Regions from separate parts of the Mus musculus genome. Here region 2 is linked to region 1. Evidence: chromatin contacts called from public Hi-C data. All regions are on one chromosome and are shown on one strand. Each heading gives the region's core, a stretch centred on a gene start, on an enhancer-like site or on the middle of the called end of the contact. The rest is flanking DNA. Distances are from core to core; before and after follow the strand shown. Region 1 has its middle 96 kb from the start of Gm25204. Region 2 holds the start of Ccser2 (coiled-coil serine rich 2).

Region 1 (6,088 bases), core at 905-3,404:
AAAAATTTAATTCTTTTAATATTTCAAATGTGACTTCTAAAGAATGTGCTGTTGTATAAACGGTCTGGCGTGGTGACGTGTGTCTGTAATTCTGGCTCTTGGGAGGCTAGGTAGGGGAGCATCAAAGATTTGAGGCCAGACTGGTCTACAGAGCAAAATCTTGTATCACAAACAAGATGCAGAAAAACACACAACATCACAGTGATAACACAACACAAAAACATAAAACAAGCACAAAGCAAAACCCAACATAACAAAACAAATATCTGCCTGGCAATGTATTTCTTTCCTTTATTCTCTGTCTGTCTGTCTGTCTGTCTGTCTGTCTGTCTGTCTGTCTGTCTCTTTGTGTGTATGAATGCTTGTGTGTGTGTGTGTGTGTGTGTGTGTGTGTGTGTGTGTGTAGGTGGGAGGACAACTTGGGGTAGCCAGTTCTATCCTTCATGGGGCCCAGCAATGAGACTCAGGGGCTTGGCTGCAAGACCATTCACCTTCCGGGCCATGGCCCCATTCCTAGCCCTGTATCTGTAGAGTTAGTTCCCGTTATCTGGCAGTCCCCTTCTGAGTTCAGAGAGACAGTGAAGTGGACCAGGTAAGGTCTATATGCACAGCCTCCAAAGCTTCCTTTTGGTCCCGAGAAGGCTACAGACAGAGTCAAAAGATGCTTCTCTTGCCACTCAAATCTCAAGAGCCAAATGTGGCTTGTGTTTTCAAGCACATTGAGACCATAAGCCTCCACGGCCCTAGTCGAGCTCATCTTTCTCGGGGCTATGCGTTGTGTGTTATATAAAGTGTTAAGAGTCAGTTCCTCAGAGCCCACAGTTTCACCTGCTCTTCTCTGTCAGCAAACGGTCAGCAGCTCTTTTTCTTTTCTCTTCTGCTCTGCATGATGACCGAGTGGAGCAGAATTCCTGGAAAAGTCCTTGACCTTCATCTCAGTTATCTTCCTGTTGTCGAGATAAGACACCATGACTGAGACAACTGTAGACGAGAGAGTCTATTTGACTCTTATGGTTCTCATGGAGGAGAACATGGCAGCAGGCAGGCAGGCAGGCAGGCAGGCATGGCGCTGGAGTAGCAGCTAAGAGCTCACATTTTGATCCTCAAAGGGATGCTGAGAATGGCTTGAGTCTTTTGAAACCTCAAAGCCTACCCCTTGTGATGTACCTCTCTCAACAAGACCAAACCTCCTAATCCCCCCCAAACAGTTCTAACAACTGGGACCTAAGCTCATAATATATGAGCCTGTAGAAGCCATACTCATTCAAACCGCTAGAGCACCTAACATTACAAGTCTAGGAATCAAAGGTGGCATCAAACCCAGGAAAGTTGGCCGGAATAATGAAGGCTGCTTGCCTGAGTGGGCTCCTTGCCTTTCCAGTTTGTTTAGTTTTGCAGTGCTGGACTTGGGCCTGGGACCTTGATTTTGCACCTCAGTCTCTGAGGTACTTTCCTAGCCTTCTCTTACTCTTTTAAAACATTAATTAATTAATTCCTACTTATTAACTTTACATCCTGCTCACTGCTCCCCCCCCCCCCCCAGGTCACTTCTCCCAAAATCCTTCCCGCTCCCCTTCCGCTATGAGCAGATGGGGGCCCTCTGGCAAGTCCTTTCCTGCGTATACTGAAGGCCAGCTGATATATCCAGTCTCATGGACTAAACAAATATTAGATTCATAGGCAGTCATTGTTGGATTAGCTGTAGCACAGGCTATAAATGATTCGAATAAGTCATAATACAACACATAGCATATACATATTTATCTATCTGTATCGATTTTAATATCTATATCTCTCTGTCTATTTCTCTGTGTGTCTGTGTATCTGTCTGAGTGTCTGTCTGTCTTTCCATGTTCTGTTACTCTAGAGAACCCTGGCAAATACAGAAAGAGAGCTACTTTGTGGTATAGGAATCTGGGCTTTGCCACTTGCAGCCCTCTATATAGGAAGGGGACATTATAAGAAATTCAGTTTCTCTAAGGGTCTCTTAATCCGCAAAATTCAACGAAGATGTGTCCAGGAGTTTCTGGGTGTTTTGTTTTGTTTTGTTTTGTTTTGTTTTGCTCCAGATGGGGCTTCCTGCATTAGTGTGATCACATGGCCAGACCTGCATTCCCAAACACGGCCACACGAGGGCGCGCAGCTCACTCTACGGAGCAGTTTTGCGCACTGTTTTCAGGTCTGGAGAAAGTGAAACCTGCAGGCAGGTGACTTTCTGGGCCTGCTGAGGGATGAGTTGGAGGTCTGGTGGAGGTCTGCGGATGCCTCACCGTGGACAGCCCTATTTCCAAGCAGCAGAGCACCTGGCTGGTCTGGAAATCACACCCTAGCTGCAACCCTGGAGTCACACAGCACTGGCCTCTCTTAGACCTTCTCAAATGCAGGCGAGAGGAGGGGAATAAGTTCACAACAGGATGTGCTGAAAGGCCAAAGCAACAAGCGACGGTGCTGCTCACATCTCCTGGTGCCCGTAGTACCCCTCATAGTTTTTGCTTGTTTGTTTAGGTTTTTTTTTTTTTTTTTTTTTCATTCATCTTTGGGAGGGGATCGCTGTCTTCTGAAGAGTGATTTCTGGGCCTGCTCTAAGAGTCGCACTTCACATGTCCCACCGGCAAACTGGGGCCCTGCTGTGCCTTCCCAGGCTGGGCACCCAGAGGCAGGCTGGCGGACCTCAGTTCCAGTGGTTTGGAAGGATGGTGAGCAGTTCAATACTGGCCTGCAGCCCCGGGTCCTTGCCGTCTGTGATTGATGTGTAGATTCTTGACTTTAGGCTTAGGTGCTGGTGATCCTTATCTGGAGTCTGAGGAGTCTGCGTACACCATCCATAGGTGGCCAAGCAGGCACTGCCACACACGATTAATCAGGAGGAGAGACGTCAGACATGAGCCCTAGGTGAGCTGGTGCACTCTGCTCTTGTTTTCTGGCTGAACACGTCACCTTGGTCTGCTGTGTCTCCTAGGCCCGGCAGTGAGGTGCACGGGGGCAGTTGAGGGTGGTAGAGCACTTCAGAGAAATTATTTTCTTCCCCTTCCCCACCATTGTCCAGAGACCACAGGCTGCTGCCAATGGCCTGCTGACCAGGGCAACCACAAAAGAGATTTTTATTTGTGTGTATGTGTGTGTGTGTGTTTTTTTTTAAATAAGTGAAATTTTAGGCACCACTCTGCAAGTATAGCATCCTTTCTCTTTGTGTGTTCCTGTGCTAAACTCATTTCTAATACTGGGGATTATGGGATGGCAAGCCTCACTAATCCTAGCCTTTGGGAAGCTTGCATTCTGGCACAGAAATAAATGAGTATGAATCCTCTATTAAAGACACGTTGACCTGTCCAGAAACACTGGAGACTAGGAGGGGCGCAGGTGTTGTGTGTCCGACTGTCATGTTCCGCCTGTGTGTTTGTGAGTTATATGTGACTTACCTGTTTTTGATCTGAGACCCAGGACAGGAATCCTGTAATGGATGCTATTTCATTGGCCCCCAGAGGGTTCCCCACCCTCTCACTTATGTCAGCTAGAGCTGGATCAATACACAGACAGATATGATACACATGCAGAACATTTCCCAGGAGCCCTCGGAGCCCTCAGAACTGCATCTGCAGAAAAACACTGACTCGTGCTCTAGAAACGTCCAGAGACTGAGATGCCTGTAAAACTAAGGCCACTGCTGCATTGTGATGAGCGATTGCACGAAGGTGAATGTCCTCGGGATGGCAGGCAGCAGATCACAGTTGCAATACCTTGACTAGATCACGCTCAGAATATAGTATCCGGAAGGACAGGCAGAGATGTTTGAATTTGAATAGCTAATCAGGTTGTAGTTGCCAGACTGAGTTCTGCCAGCAGAGGGAGCTGCGGGCCACTGGGTCAGCCCAAGGGTCCCACCGTAATTCCTGATACAGGTCCTTGATAGTGTCTTGTATGGGCCTATAGGAAGTCAGGCCTCCTGCTCAGGGCAGCTCTATCCTTCCAATGTTCTTCATTTTGGGGATGGAGTTAGCCTAGTGACCTTTGGAGTTCCATTTAGTTCTAATCTGACCCAGACTTTCCTGGTGCTAGCACCAAAAGTTCCTTTTCCAGACAGCCCTGTCAGACCTGGGCAAGTGTGTGAGATGGGTTACTGGTGACACTGGCTGTACCTTGTGAGGACCAGCCATCTTCCCCAGGCCTTTGCTTGGCCTCCCACCTGTGACCTGTGGGTAATCGCTGAGGACCGCTCATAGGACACCGGTTCTACTAGAGCAGACTGGACTTAAACTTCAGGGAAACCAAGGCTGGGAGGTCACCAGTGGACACTCTGGCCGGGGCTAGGGGATGCAGGATTTAGAGTTCTGTGTTCACACAAGCCTCAGTCCACATCTGTTGTATGACCATGAAGAAGTGACCTAACCTCTCTGACCCTCAATAGTCCTAGGACGCTAAAGCCATAGGGATGCTGTCACGCCTGTGCCTGTCCTTCCTGAAAAGTCGCCGTGCTGTGTCTCATGCAGGGGTTTCACCTCCCAAGCTTCTGTCTGGGTGTCCTTTCAGTCTCATTCCCTCAGCAAGTGCAAGCTAAGCTCTTCCTGTGATAGGGTATCCCGGTGCTCATCCCTGACTCTCCCCCATTGCAGTTAGACGGCTAAGTGGGAATTATAGCTTCATGGGGACAAGACTTGTCCGTCACATGACACCAGCATTCATAGTCCAAAAGGGCTCTACTTCCTCTTGCTCTTTGCCTGAAGTTCCTGCAGCTCTGCACCCTCTAGAAACTTCTTAGATTTCTTCTATCAAAGCCCTTTCCTCCTGAATCCCTGCAGTTCCTGACCAGAGCGCACCTTTTGATGGTTAGGGATAGGAGCCAGCTTTGTATGAAGACAGCTCCCTGGCTGTCTGTATTACCCCGATGAGGTTGCACGGCTGCCACAGGACCTGGAGGTGCTGTTAGAGGAGGGCAGACCTAGACCCTTGGACGGTAGAGATGAGTATGTTGTGCCGCGAGTCATGTGTGAACATGCATCTTTGCGTCTGTGGTTTGGGGTGGAACTGTACGCTTGGGTTTCTCTGTAGATGCTTACACTTGTATATGTACATGTATGTGTGTATGTTGTCTTAAGTATGTGTATGTGTGTGAAAGCATGTGTGCTGTGTGCAATTTTATAGGCAGGAATGTATGTATGTATGTATGTATGTATGCATGCATGTATGTATGTATGTATGTATGTATGTATGTATTATGTATTTATTTTCAAGCAGGGTCTCATGCCCTCAAACTGAATCTTTAATTCTCCTCTCTCTCTGACCCAGACTTCCTGGTGCTAGCACCAAAAGTTCCTTTTCCAGATAACCCTGTCAGGCCTGGACAAGTGTGTGAGTCTCTCTCTCTATATGTAGTAGAGGGACTACAGCCATGTAGTTAAGCCCGGGTTTACTAAGTGCTGATGATTAGACACAGGGCTCCGTGCTCACCAAGGCAACTCTCTTCAAGCTGAGCTGCATCTCTGGCCCTAAGACAGTGTATTTCCATGGGAGTGTGTCATCCCAGGTTTGATACATGAGCCCACATGTATGGCCTCAGGGTGTCAGTCACCACAGCATGCCAGGGGATACCATTCCTCATTCTACTTGACGTCAGGAGCTGGCTTTGTGGCGTCTCGAGCCCTCACTGGCTCTTGTCTTTCTGAGGACTCAGTGTGGCTTTCTGGTAGGTGTCTGGCTTCACTCTGGTTGCCTTGTGCCCAGAGAGTAGGACTACAGCCAGGGCAGAGCCCAGTGCTCAAGACTGAGCTGACCCACTTCAGTGCTCTTTCATGGCACACAGACACCCGCTTACTGGCCGGCTGTAAGCTAAAGAAGAGCAGAATCAGACAGTAAATCCCAATAGGTCATTCCCATCCCACCCCTCCATATGCCTGGCAGGATCTGTGTGAGAGGAGGCATTGGGATAGCGTAGTCCCACACACTGATTTCTGGTTTTCATCCCTGGCCCTGGAACACAGCTAGCTCTCGGGCTTCAGCCTTGTCCAGAGATCATCCCACCTCATTGTCTTAGTGGAATGAGGCAGAGCAATGGAGCTGAGGCTGCGCCAGAGCAGCACAGACAGAATCCATT
Region 2 (6,088 bases), core at 1,077-3,576, 100 kb before region 1:
ATCCAATGTTCAGGTTGGTCTGCTATCTTACCCTTAGCCTCAAGAATGCACAGTTCTTCCGGTGGCAGACTTTTAAAATATAACCTGTTTTCTATACATAATTCTAAAATGATGTTTAAATACATATTTTTTAGATTTGTCTATACAGTCTTCCAAAGAATGGCGAACATTGTTTGTGCTTTCCTTGCAACCCAACTTTCATGAACATCTAATAATCCTATGATGTAGCCTCCAGCCAATTTTAAGTCTATAACTACAACCGCCCCTTTGTCTAACTTCCACAAACCAAGCCAGTATTCTCTCTGATCCAAATAACCCACGGTCAGTTACCAAACAACTAGACAAGTATCTGTGGTTTAGAATCCGCTGACAGTATCTACACTAGACATCCTCAATATATTCCTGCATCTCCCTTTCCTTTTCCACATACATTCCAATAATAGCTTTGGTCTGGGTTTTCCCTTCACTCCCAGCCAAACCCAATGCCTCTCCATATGCCCCTGCATGACATGGCACCCCATCTTTCAGGAAATGTAAGCCATAAAAATAATCTTTCAGTACATTGATCTCGCGGTGTTGTCACAGTCATCCGGGAAATTAAAATCCTGTGGGCATACACTGGAAGATTTGCCTAATAGAAATAGAAGCAAGGTGCCAACCAAGGAAGTGAGAAAATTGGGACAAAGACAAAATGGGAACACAGAAAATTTGATGAAGCCTGAAAAATTCATATGCATCAGGCACTCTGTAAGGCTTCTACCTTTGCAGAAGAAAGGGAAGTGGTGACCTAGCACGTCAAACTGCCAAAGAAAACACATACTTACCTCAAATATTCAGGGAGTCACAAGACAACAGCCAAGCAGTTCTGAGAAGCAAAGCTCTTCCTGGTTTGGGGAATGGAAAGATCACCCTGCCCCCTCCCAGATTCTTTATAGAGCCTATTGGAACAGTTGCATCTTGCCTAGCTCCCAAGGACAAGCTGTGGAGAGCCACTTCTTTTCCATCTCTCAATTTAGATTGTAGCGTAAAGTCCAAAGCATATTTAGCAACCTCATCGCATGAGTGTTGTGTTTGAATCTGAGGTCTGGAACTGGTGTTTGCTCTCTTAATGATTTACTTAATCTAAAAAGAAACATACTGCATGAAGCCCTAGTCTTTTCCAGCACTTTAAAGATACACATTATCATCCACAAAATTAAGTCTCCCTATCATTATTCTATTGACCAATTAAAGAGACAAGTAATAATGAAACAGGTAAAAAGGAAATTTACTCATTATGGCCACATAGGGAATTGGAGGAAGCAAAAGGGTACAGTTATCACCAAGTCCACCGTCAGGAGTACTGACCAGAGGTTTAAGTCTATATAGAGAGCTAGAGATAGTTGTAAATTGAGCACTCCTGCCTGGTTAAGGTGTGATAGGACTGACCTAGCACTGTTTCGGCTCACTCCGGTCTATCTTGCAAAGTGGTCTGAGAAGTTGTCAGAGCTACGAATCCTGGGAGGCAAGCTCCTTCTCTGGATAGCGCTAGGCCTTCAGTGTTGTTTCCATTTCTCCAGGATGAAAATACCTAAAATTTAAAACATTATTTGGAGTATAATGTTTCAACAGTCTGATGGCCTGAGGGGCGCTAGTGTCTCCTCCCCTACCACAGTGGTTATGTTAGTGGTCTGGAGGACAGGTGGAGACTTTCCAAGTTCTCTTTCAATATTATTAATTTCAGTTGAGCTGTTAGGGCTAGTGAGGAGACTAGGCAGTCTAGGGTCAGATAAATATCACCGTCAATGCTTTTAATAGACAGCCAGATACTGAAGGCTTTCATGATGGTGACTCTCAACGACTTGTCTGACCATCTAGGAAGGAGGGAGAGATGGCATTTGGAATGGGATTGGGATCCACAGCCTCATAAAATAGCTCCAATTCTCAGCTCTCAGTGTTTTATCGCAATCTCCGCTCAGATTCAGTATGCACGGCTGAGGCATAGCCAGCCACAGTCAGGCCAAAACAAGACGTAAAGTGGGGAAGTCATGCTTGCTCCAGTGTTCAGATCACTCCTGTCAGACTGGAGCCGGAGCTGACAGGTTTGGTTGTGGTCAAGCTGCACATTTGAATCCAGCCAAGAGACCGGAGTGAAAGGTTCAAGCCAGGAAAAGACCTGAGTCAGGGGGTAAAAAGGCAAGGTCAGTGGATCAGGGCGGAGCCTGCGAACGGCTGGCGCGAGGTTGGGGCGGGCCCGGAGGCGGGGTCTAGTCCAGTGAGACTCGCGCCTGCGCAAGGACAGACCGGGAGGCGGGGCCGCGCACGCGTAGTGCGAGGGCCCTGGAGGGCGGAGTCCAGGAGGGTGCCGGCCTAGGGAGGGGGCGCGGCGTCGGTGAAGTCCGGCGCTCCCGCAGGCCGAGGAGGCGATGCTGGCTGCTGCGGGGCAGGCGGCTGGACAGACCGGGATGTGACGGAACTGCCTCTCGCCTCTCTCCCATCCTCGGGCGGGCAGGTCGCTGGGCGACCGGCAGCCGGGCCGCGGCCGAGGAGGCAACGCGACCTCCGCACGGTGAGAGTCGGGGGTCAGGGCCGGGGTCTCGGGGCGCCCGAGGCTGCCTGGCTCCGGGGCGCAGCGCGGGCGGACGGAGGGCCGGGTGTCCTTGGCCAGCAGCGCTCTGGGACGACCCTCGGAGCCCCCGCCCCCTCTCCCGAGCCGCCTGCTGTGCAGCGGGCAGGCCGGATGCCCCTGCTCGGTGGTGCTGTGACGGGAAGGGGCCGCGGGATGCCCGGGCTGCAGCCTTCCTGCACCGGGAAATCAGGGCGAGGCAGAGATGCCCTGGGATTTCAAAGCCTGGATGCTCGCGTTGGTGAGGGAAAGTACCTGAGAGCCCGGAATGAGTGGGATTTTTTTTTTTTTTTTTTTTTTAAATCACTGAGTCAAAACAAAGACACGCCCTAAAACACGTCTTGAGAACTTTGGTGGATTACGGGGCGTCTGTAGGTTCAGGTGCTTTACGCCCCTCCTCTCCCTCTTTTGGACGTCTATTTTTATACATTTTTTTTAAAAATGTACCTACTTTCTTGACAAAGTAAAGGGAGGGGGCAATCCATTTGAGGTGGTCGTTGCTCGTAAAGCCTGATTTTGAATTTCAATAATTGCAAATTCATCTTTGCTGGCTACCTAGCCAATTAGGTTTGCTGATCATAAAATAGGCCTTAGCCATGGAAATGACTAGTGCACAGACTCTTCGCCGTTCAAGATTGGAATGCCCTGTTTCACTTAAGGAGAGAGAAAAACCAGGTGGTTCACGCCTTTATCCTGGCATTCAGGACGCAGAGGCAGGTGGATTTCTGTGAGTTCCAGGCTAACCTAGTCTACATAGCAAGCTTCAGAATAGCAAAAACTACCTGGACCTTGTCTCAAAAAACCCAAGCTGGGGGAGGACGGTTATGAATGAGAATAAGCATTTACCTTTTTTTTTTTTTTTCAGAGTAGCCGTTTGAAAAAGCATTTTTTTTGGGGGGGTCAAGAACATTAAGTATTAGTGAGACATATGTATTTAGACAGTTGATTAAAGTATCATCATTTAGATTAAAAAACTGGAATCAAATTTAATGCAAAGGATAACTATAAAGTATGCGTTAAAATGTATAGTGTATAATTGGTAAGGGATGTAAACGTTGATGAAGGGTTTGCATTGGATGAAGTCAGTCTTCTTTCCAGACTTTATTAATGTTTGTCTCTCTTAATTTGTTAGAGTGCATTGCTCTTCTCTTATATGGTGGTTTTCTTCCTTGTTCTCAGCAACACTGACCTCAGTCTCTAGGTTAAAAATACTTAACAACCCTTAACCTGTAATTTGTTCTGTTTCTTTAATACGTCATAACAAGAAAGCCAGAAGCCGCCCTTCGCGCAGGAACTTTTTTATTCTACCTTCCCTCAGGTAGAATCTTTTTGCTTGTTGCCATATTGCTTTTACTATTGTGGGTGAAGAAGAGAATTTTAATTTCATGGTTAGAATTCCTTCAGTCTTTTCCAGTTTCTGGTGCTTGTCTGCGTTCTCGTTTCGTCTACAGTTACACATGTCCTCTCCATGGGACTGTTTGCAGTTCACAGACGATGGCATCTTCCTTTGTTTCCTGGGTCCAGAATTGTCTTCCTAGTAAACATCTTGCATCCCCGCTAGAGCATTGAGCTTGAGTCTTGTCTGGGCATTTCATCTCTTGTTTTCACTGCTCCAGCAGCACCAGGCCACGCTGCACTGAGCAGTTCATCAATTAGGAGTTAACGATTTGCTGATATAGGTCTTCCCCAGGCTTCTGAGTTTCTTCTTATGTTTGCTGCTACAGCACATACTGCTAAAATCTATTTACTCAGTGCATTTTGAGGAAAGGGTCCAGGCTTGAGTGCAGATTTAAGATAAGCTAAATATGTTTGGACTCTCTTAGTACCAGAAAAATTGGAAGAAAAAAATCAGTATTTTAAAAAAATGACTTTTAGAGAAATTGTATGTACTGGTGTTTTACCTGCTATTCTGTGTGTGGGTGTCAGATCTCCGGGAACCAGAGTTACAGACGGTTGTAAGATGACGTGTGGTTGCTGGGAATTGAACTGGGGTCCTTTGAAAGAGCAGCCAGTGCTATTAACTGCTGAGCCATCTCTCCACCCCCAACATTACTACTTTTATTTGTTTAAGGATGAAATAAGAGCTGATACTGTTTGGGATGACATCCTGGTTATGAGAGGAAAAAAGTCGTTCTACTTGAAGATGGAGGAATGAAGGCCATGGCCAGTAAGGGTTAGTCTAGAACTTTATTTTGAGGTGCAGGGGTTTGCCCACAGCTATGACTAGAAAGGGACAGGTCTGGGAACTTGGGCGTCCTTTGGCCATCTTTGTAGTTTACTTTTACTCCCCTCTATCCTAATTCTAAATACGTTTCTTTTTTTAAATTGCATTCATCTATCCTGTGAGTGTGCTCTTGCTCATGCGCCTGTGCTCAGTGCGTGCACTGGGACCTGGGTGAGTAGGTCCTCTGTGGGAGTGCATTCCCTTTTGCCAGCATGTGGGTGCGGGCGATAGGCTTGATGACAAACAAGTACCTTGAGAGTCTCACTGTAACCCAGGCTAGCCCAGAACTCAATGGGTTGCTTAGCTCAGTCTGAGCTCAAATCTCTGCAGCCCCACCTTACCCCCTAGCCTTCTGAGTGTCAGGGTTACAGAAAGGAGCCATCAGTGCCTAGCTTCTAATTTTTAATGAAGGGTTTACCATCCTGGTTCAGTACGAGAGAAATGGATATTTATTATAAAAGGGCTATGTTGGTAGATATTAAATTGGAAAGATTTAGCAGATCATTTGGTTTACTGCTAAAATAGCTTTGAATAACTAAAGCCTGAAAAAGCAAGTAGCTTGCCTCTGTCTCCATCTAACCTCTGTGTCACAGTTCCTGACCTCTTGTTTGCTTGCTTCTCACTGTTCCAGAGAGCAGTCCGTTTGTGCTTTCCTCCTCGCTAGCTGCTACCACTCCTTGGGACCCAGAGCCCTTGAGTGGCTGGGAAACGTGACACCTCATTTGGGAAAATAGGAGAAACTGGACCTTTACCACTCCTGACTGGAGCTTGATAATAAGTTGGTGTTGGGAGCCTCTGGTTGCCATATGGAGACTGCACAGTTCCTTCTGGTGGTAAAGTGAGATTTTGGTATAACTGGGCTACAGCTGGTTAATAGCATGGCTAGAATTACATGTATGGTTTGCCTGTTGTGAAAACAGCTGCTCTGAGTACTCCTGTGATAAAGTTGATAATTGTAGATTTATGCATCTTGCACATCAGTTTTCAACTACTCGAATAGTGTAGTAGGCCTCACTAGTTCTAGAAGACAATAAGCAATTCCTAGTTTCTTATCAATTTCAAATAATTTTATACCACTGGTTGGTGTATAAATGCAACCTTTAATCTGGGCTTTAGTATTTGATGGTTTTCTTTTTGCTAGTTTTTATACCATTGGGTTAATTGTGCTGTGTTACAGGAAATAGTTCCTTACTTCTAAGTGGACAAGTGCCTTGGTTATTGTTTTGTAAGCAGTGCAGTTAGTCTATTTAGGTGACTTA

Evidence for each region. Hi-C and Micro-C count contacts between places; a contact is called where the count stands out from the background.
Region 2: a Hi-C map of natural killer cells shows a contact between it and region 1, with 4 times the contacts expected there. The contact joins the promoter of Ccser2 here to the enhancer-like site in region 1. A contact is called at or near these places in 15 of 39 promoter capture datasets (the 3T3-L1 cell line, 3T3-L1-derived adipocytes, the C10 cell line and 9 more), 6 of 15 datasets of contacts at CTCF or cohesin (the NIH/3T3 cell line, embryonic stem cells, large pre-B cells and 2 more), 76 of 484 Hi-C or Micro-C datasets (8-cell embryo, B cells, CD4 T cells and 42 more), 24 of 115 datasets of contacts at active chromatin or transcription factors (the 230-238 cell line, CD8 T cells, Th17 cells and 13 more) and 3 of 9 other capture datasets (adipose tissue, liver and macrophages).

What each region holds. Positions count from the first base shown.
Region 1 is chr14:36,860,342-36,866,429 of GRCm38.p6, reverse strand. No RefSeq gene overlaps it. Among named protein-coding and RNA genes, the nearest start is that of Gm25204, 96 kb to the right of the region's middle. Within about 2 kb of position 2,154, at least 76 of the 459 cell types and tissues checked have an H3K27ac peak or open chromatin away from gene starts, as enhancers often do. A contact at or near this core is called in B cells, CD8 T cells, the CH12 cell line and 17 more, where this site is marked.
Region 2 is chr14:36,965,002-36,971,089 of GRCm38.p6, reverse strand. Ccser2 (coiled-coil serine rich 2) reads left to right here and starts at 2,326. Exons shown (of 11, transcript NM_027045.1): 1 at 2,326-2,548.